2 separate regions of the Mus musculus genome follow, and region 2 is linked to region 1. A link is a contact called in public HiChIP or PLAC-seq data. All regions are on one chromosome and are shown on one strand. Each heading gives the region's core, a stretch centred on a gene start, on an enhancer-like site or on the middle of the called end of the contact. The rest is flanking DNA. Distances are from core to core; before and after follow the strand shown.

Region 1 (3,807 bases), core at 1,282-3,781:
TTTGTGAATCTGAGAATATCCTAGGACGTAGAAAACTCTGAGCCAGCCTCAACTGCAAACATATATTTCAAAAATAGACAAAAAAACCCCAAACTTCTCTATCCTACATATTCAACAATTAATAGTTTGCCACATTCATTTTGTCCTTTTCTCTATACACTCGCATATACAACAATATAAATACCCATTTTTTTTTTGTTCTACACCATTGAAGGTAGAACATAGGTATGTGGTCCTTTAATACTCCAGCATACATTATTTGAGAAAAAGGACATTCTTTATACCCTGGACATAATTTTGAGTGTACATGAGTGGACTGAGATGTTTAACCCTAATCCAATATTATTGTCTAGCATACAGTTTATATTTGGATTTTCATGTGCCTCCATGATGTCCTTTAGGGTGACTGATTTGTTTTTTAACCTTCCTGCTCTGGAGTCAGGATGACACATTGAGCTTGGTGGCCTGGTTTCTTTGGTCTCATCTCTTTGTCTTTTTCACCATTGATATTATTGGAACCTGAATCCCAGGGTTTTGTCAATGGGCATTAATTTGAGACATGGGATTCTCTTTGACTAGGATAGCTGTCTGTGGCCGGAACACTGTGTTTTCCTTAGCACAGCCTTCATGGCCTCATGATATCAGTGTGTGCAGTTATCAGTGATGTTACCTTGATCATTAACCATCTAATATTTGCCAAGTCCATTAATAAAATGATGGCCTTTATCCATGTAGTTAATAAGTACTGCATGTGATATCATGTCCAAACTTCTGCTATACAAACCTTCTGCTCAATGGTGATTAAAAAAACATTTATTTTGTGTGTATGTGTGTATGCAGTATGTGTACATACACACACACACACACACACACACACACACACACACACTGACATTTGTGCCATGATGCTTGTGTAGAAGTTAGAGGACAACTTGCAATTTCTATGAATGAACAGGATTCCATCACATGTCTAATCATAACACCTTTCTCTTACTTTTTTTTTTTGGCCCGAGGATGAATATTTGAAAGAACAGTTTCAAGGATTCAAGCCAGAAGACCTACAGTTTCTCAGACTAATGAGATAGAATTGTTTTAAAATAATAAATCATCTTCACTTTCAAGGGGTATTAAGAAAAAGCTCTTAAAAGGTTCCCTGGGTGACATCACCAGTCACCCAAACTGTCCCTTTGGTGGGAGCTCCAGACAGGATGAAACACAAAACTGAATTGTGTGGTCCTCTGCTAATGTTAGTAGTTGCCATTGCTTCCTGGCCTTTCCATCTTCACATAACAGCCTAATCCAGATGCAGACTATCTCTGAGGTTCTTCTTAACCGGTGATGGAAGAGATGCTATGCAAGCTTCATCTTAAACTTGACAACTTTTTCTTTCTACCCTTGGACCAGCCATCATGCTGTAAGAAGCCCTGGCATGTGAACACTCGTGTGATGCTTCAAGAGCGAGCCATCTTAGATGTACCAACCCAGATTGAGCTCCTCAGTCAAGGGTAAGGGATACGTAGTGCTCAGCCATATCCTACCTACTATCTGACTTTTGCCAATAAACTTTTATTAGAACCTAGCTTTGTCAAATCATTTGTATATATTCTGAGGCTATTCTCTCATGACAACATTAAAATCATACAGCCATGGGACAAACCTTATAACACAAAACGTGGAATATGTGCTGGTTGGCCCATTATAGGAAATGATGCCGACCTGTACCCAAGATGGCCATTGCACCAGCTGACATCTAAAATGGAAGGGCTCATTTGAACTCAATCAACCACAGGATTCTGAGAGATAGTGAAAGAGATGCCATCTTCACTCATCTAGTTTGGGGATTTGTTAGACAGCAGCATCTGAAATGAATGATAACCTCTTCCTCATTTTCCTCCTCCTCTTTCTCCTCCTCCTCCTCCTCCTCCTCTTTTCTTCCCCTCTTACTTCTACTTAAACATTTATAATTTATGGTAGCTATGTATGTGTCATTGATTCTCTCACCAAGCCCACATCCTTTTGGTTGCTAAACCCAACAAAGGTTTCTAGAACACCTCCTCAGTCATCTGACTCTTGGCCACTTTTGGCTACTTCTTAGTTATTGAAATCTCATAATCTTTGTTTTCTCTCATAGTGTACTTTTCTATTGCTGTGATAAAACACATGACCAAGACACATATAGAAGGAAGGATTTATTTAAAAGGTTACAGTTACAGAGGGAACTGTCATTGTCTTGTCATTGCACCAGGGAAGTATGGCAGCAGGCAGGCATGGTGACTGAAGCAATAAGCTTAGAGTGCCCATCTTAAACCACAGCCAGGAAGCTGAGAGCAAAGTGGGGATGGGTGTGGCTTTTGAAACCTCAAAACCTACCCCCAGTTGTATACTTCCTCCAGCAAGGCCACACCCCCCTAAATCTACCCAAATGGAACCACCAGCTGAGGACCAAATATTCAAATGAGTATGACTCTGGGGGGAGATCTCATTCAAATCACCAGACACAGGAAAGAGCTTGTCAATTTCCCTTTGGAAATTCTGCCCAACAGTTGTAGCTCCTCAGGATTCTCTCAGAGTTCATGCCACATCTAGTTAATATAGCTCTACCCTCGTGTATATCAGGCACTTGTCTGTGTCCATTAGTGGTTCATTAGTGAAGGAAATGTAAAAATCTATCTCTGCCCTTGGATAGATAACAAATTATCACAAAAGCTGGGGTGACAAATGCTTAGTTGATTATTACTCTTTTTTGGCATTACTAGGGACTGAATCTAGGGTCTGGTGTATTTAAAGCAAGCACTGTTCTGCTGAGCTATTGTGCCAGCCAGCAATAAGCACTTTAAAAGGAAATACAGGAGAAGAATGGGGTACAGATGAGAGTAGGGGGATGGAGGGGCAATCTAAAGAAAGATGCCCAGATGCTGAGATGCTGACTTTGCGCAAAAGCCTCAAAAGGGGACTAGTACTGACACATGGGAATCTAAAGGAAGAAGATTCCAGGCAGAGGGAGCAGCAGGTCAAAGACCCAAAGGGGAAAATCTACAAGGGCTCAAAATACAAAGGATGCCCTGAGGGTACATGCAGTGAAGTTTAGGACCAAGGTCAGAAATAATGAGTTTGGATGCTGTCAGGGCTCACCAGCCAGTAGCAGTGTTTAGTCTCTTTTTTGGTGAGATGGGGTCTATGGGGGTTCATTAGGGAGTTTGAGAAGAATCAGGTCATCTAACGGACAGGACTCACCTGGCTGCTGAGGAGGAAGGAGGATGGAAGTGGAGGAAATGGTCATAGAGACACAAGCTAGGAGGCTCCAGGAATGACCTGAGTAATAGGGCAACAGTGGAAGTGAAATGGAGAGCCCATTTCTGGGATGTCCTCATGCTCTCATAGTTCCAGGTACCAACCCAACCTCTATGTTCACTCCCAGGTCTTCTCTTTCCTGCCTCAATCTCTGTTTTGAACTAGCCACATGTCTAATGAGCTACTCATTACTCTGTTTCAGGCTTCCGTAGGCACTGTAGTAGTTGATCTTTACTGCAAATTTGATAGGAATGGGGAATCACAAACCTCTGGACATGTCTCTGTGTGTGTATGTGTGTGGGGGGGGCATTTATAGGTTAGGCTAATTGAGCAAGGAAGACCTATGCTAAATGCAGGTTATACCATCCATAATCAATGATCTCCAACTAGAATATAAAAAGAAGGGAGGGAGAATAAATCACCTTCTGGCGCCTGCTGACTATGGACACAATATAATCAGCTGCCTTTCTCCACCATGATAGTGCCCTCATACTATGAGCCAAGATTAACCCTTTC
Region 2 (3,668 bases), core at 394-2,893, 90 kb after region 1:
TTTGTTGCTCAGTGTTTCACTATAGTTTACATATTGAGACCACAGCCTAAGTAGTGCAGAAACAGTGACATATCCATGCCAAGGGTGAGGGCAGCCAAAGCAGTGACTCTGAGGGGGGAGTCTGTCTTCTGACCCCCAGTCCCCTCCATGGAGGTGAGATGCTTCATTACCGCAGCGTGAGTGCTGCCAGAGTTGGGATGGGAGACCGCAGTGAGGATGGGGTGGGGGGTGGGTGAGGGGGTTTGGCCCTTTACCTGGTCCTTTAGTTCTGACAGCTGGCCAGAAAGATTGGTGACCAGCTTCATGGTAGACTCCAGCTTCTCCTGCAGGTTCCTCAGCTCGTTCTGTTCCCCTTCAGAATCGCTGCTGACCAGGGACATGGCTCTCATTCTGGGGAACCAATCAAGGTTTCTTTCCTAGAATTCACAAAGAGAAACAGAGGGAGGCACTTCTGAGGGTGGAAACGGAAAAGAGTTATCTTTTCCCGTCATCCTCCCATGGCTGGCATCAGAGTCTTCCTTGTTAACTCTCCATATGTTGTTTGTTCGTTTATGTTTTGGTTTGGTTTGGAAACAGTACTCATTAGGTACTACTGACTGGCCCAAAAGTGTGTAGATCAGGCTGGCTTTGAACTCACAGAGGTCTCTGTCTGACTCTGACTTACAAACATTGAGATTAAAGGTGTAGATTACTATGCTTGACCCCACTTAATTATTTTGAGAAAAGGACTCTTATTCATGTGAGCTCCCCAACTTGGCTAGACTCCCTGGCCAGCAAACCCCAGAGATCCCCGCTTCTTTGGGAGCACAGGTATACGGACACCTGGTCTGACTTCTTCCGTGGGTTCTGGGGAGCCAAACCCAGGCCCTCGGGCTCTTGTGGCCAGCACTTTACTGACTGAGCCGTCTCCCTAGCCTAGAGAAGCTGCAGTCAACACGGTGGAGCTCTTAATTCCCGGAAGAGGAAACTGCTGTACAATTGAATGTAAGGGGAAAGTAGGCTTCTAGTTTAAGCTCCTAGCTGAGCAGTGGACACTGCCTCTTTAGCTTCTGTCTGTAGTACTACGGCTCTTAGCTTTGCCAAGCTACATGACTGACAAACTTTGTTTCAGAATGGGGCATAAGAACACGCAGAAGAAACAGTAATTTTTAAGTCACAACCCAGGAGCACCGAATACATTCACACTGCTGCATAGCCTACACCAGGCTTCCTACACTCCTTCTTCCTAACTGAAACCCCGCGCCCTTTATGTGCCCCTGATGTTACCATCTTTTCTCTGAGGCTTTGACCACTGTAAGTACCTCACACTGCACTGTATTTAAAAGGAGCTACATGGGGCTGGGGGGAACCTGCATTAAGTTCCTTCCTGTTCTGGCATTTTAAAGGCCATGTGTGAATTTCCTTGGGTAAAGGGATTGTTAATGGACTGAAGACGAGGCAATGGGCTCCTGAATCCATTTCCAGTTTGTGAACTTCTGGAAGGTACCACCACGTTCCTTCCAGCCTTCAGTAGGCGACAGATGCTGCTCACTGTACAAGGCTGGGCAGTTCAGCCACATGCCCCACCCAGCTCCATCCTCTTGGTGTCTCAGCCTGTACGTGTGAACGGTCTTTCTCACCTTTGGTTAGCAGAGTGGGACTTTTCCTTCTCTCACCTCACTTCCTTCTTCCCATGATGCCTCCCTCCTGAACAGCATGCCTCATACTCGGGGCAGGAATGCACAGAGATCCAGGGGAACTGATTCACTCTGGGCCTAGCCGCTGTCTTCTCACCTGGACCACTTTGATCTTATCAATACACACTGCACACTTTTCAGAACACCCCTGTAGGCAGGAACAATGATCTACTATGGGTTCCCAGCATTTCTCTGGGAGCCAGTCTTTTCTGACACAGACTACTTTTGTCTTTATGAACCATATGCCCTCTTCAAGATATCTATGAGCATGATGGAAAAGGAAAGATGCAGCTGTGTGCTTAAAAAAAAAAAAGCCATTATTTACAAGTGCTGGTGGCTCACTGGGTTTGCATTGTGAACTAGTGGTGTCCATATCTTGAGAGACCTAAGTCTAAATATGATATATCAGTTGAGATCAGTTAAGGTGATCTTTCAGGAGAAGCCATTCATAGACCTGGTTCAAAATAAAGAAGGCAACCCATGTTCTTGCACATCTTTGTGTGTGTGTGTGTGTGTGTGTGTGTGTGTGTATGTTGGTGGGGGAAGGGAGTCATGATCTCATGTATCCCAAGCTGGCCTCAAACTCACTGTGTCTAAGTTGACCTTGAACTCTTGATGCTCCAGCCTCTATCTCTTGACAGCTGAATTATAGCTATGTACTGCCATGTCCACTTCGGTGGCTCTGGGCAAGCATTCTACCAATTGAGTTACATCCCCAGCTCAAATCACAATGTAAAACATCAGGGGAGTCCACGAAGGAATTCCTAGGCGCTCACTACTGTTTAAGGTGAGGGGCTGGACCCAGCTCTATGGAGTGACTAGACCAAAGCTGACAGTCAGTGTTTGTGGGAGCATGGAGGGATCCTTCACAGACTCGACTCTACTCACATGAGCTTAAATAGTTAAACATGAGCTGCTTACAATGTTTCTTTTCTGCTGAAAGAAAAACATGGCACTGTCTACCCTGCTATATCCCCTGATAAACATTTATACTACCCCACATTCATTTTAGTAAATTTCTCAACAGAGCGACAGGCAAAAGATCAGCCCATAAAATACTCTGATTCAAAGCTACTAGCTAAAACGCTGAAGTGTTTCTCTGCCTGTAATCTGTTATCTACAGAGCAGCTTCAGTGACCTGCTGCTGCTGAGACTCTACAGGCCTGTGTCAGTCACTCAGACACATAAAACCATCTTAGTTCACGGGATGAAATGCTGAGGGAGAAAAGAATGTTGTATTTCAGAAGACAGAAGCATGTGGCTGCTGGGTAGTGAGCTTTCTCTCATCAGGGTAAACCAGCTTCTGTGAAGGGATCAGATGCTGGGGACTGGCTGACAAAGTCATGTACCCAAATCGATTGAGGGATCTTAGAGGCCAACTTACCCATCAAAAGCCCCAGATATCCAGCCTCACTTTATTAAATTTTGTAGAATGATCCCAGAGAAGGAGAACAAAGATCCCAAATCTTACTGTCATTATCAAGCCCATTTTCAAATAAGATCTTAGGAATTAATTTGTATTTACAAATTCTATATCATTATAGCAGAGTATATGGGTGGACATCTTAAGAGTCATTTGGGCTCGTGTGTGTAAGCAGGAAAGCACTCTAAAAGTATAACAAAATCAACATAAACTGTAGGAAAAATGTGTGGCGCCAAGCATGGTGCAGTGGCCACACAGATAATGTTCATTGCATCTGGGTCCTGGGACCTCTTTAAAAGTAGGTATGTTTGCCTTGGACACCTAATTAGGAAGCGGGTCTTCCATTTCCAGGTGCCTGCCAGGAAATGAGGAAAGTAGGTGTTAGGTAAGAAAGAAGAGGCTGCACTGAGTCACATGAGCAGAAGAGAGGACTATTACAGTCAGACAAGGTAGCTTGGACCGTAGCTGTACAGTGGCCCAAGGAAGCATCGGGAATAAGGAGACAGGAACTAAGTGTGAGTCAGGGAATGAAGGAAAGAAAAAAGAATGATGATGTGAGAGAAGAAAGT

Evidence for each region. HiChIP or PLAC-seq counts read pairs in DNA pulled down with a chosen protein or histone mark.
Region 2: a contact with region 1 is called in a BATF HiChIP or PLAC-seq map of CD8 T cells, with 23 read pairs. The contact joins two enhancer-like sites. A contact is called at or near these places in 1 of 15 datasets of contacts at CTCF or cohesin (CD8 T cells), 3 of 484 Hi-C or Micro-C datasets (B cells, embryonic stem cells and liver), 6 of 115 datasets of contacts at active chromatin or transcription factors (CD8 T cells, the HPC-7 cell line, T-cell acute lymphoblastic leukemia and 3 more) and 2 of 9 other capture datasets (liver and pancreatic islet).

What each region holds. Positions count from the first base shown.
Region 1 is chr6:108,629,440-108,633,246 of GRCm38.p6, reverse strand. The region is part of intron 1 of 0610040F04Rik (RIKEN cDNA 0610040F04 gene); the gene reads left to right. Among named protein-coding and RNA genes, the nearest start is that of Bhlhe40, 29 kb to the left of the region's middle. Within about 2 kb of position 2,531, at least 75 of the 459 cell types and tissues checked have an H3K27ac peak or open chromatin away from gene starts, as enhancers often do. A contact at or near this core is called in CD8 T cells, where this site is marked.
Region 2 is chr6:108,538,651-108,542,318 of GRCm38.p6, reverse strand. Itpr1 (inositol 1,4,5-trisphosphate receptor 1) reads right to left here. Exons shown (of 62, transcript NM_010585.5): 61 at 255-416. Among named protein-coding and RNA genes, the nearest start is that of Gm44040, 4.7 kb to the right of the region's middle. Within about 2 kb of position 1,643, at least 19 of the 459 cell types and tissues checked have an H3K27ac peak or open chromatin away from gene starts, as enhancers often do. A contact at or near this core is called in CD8 T cells, where this site is marked.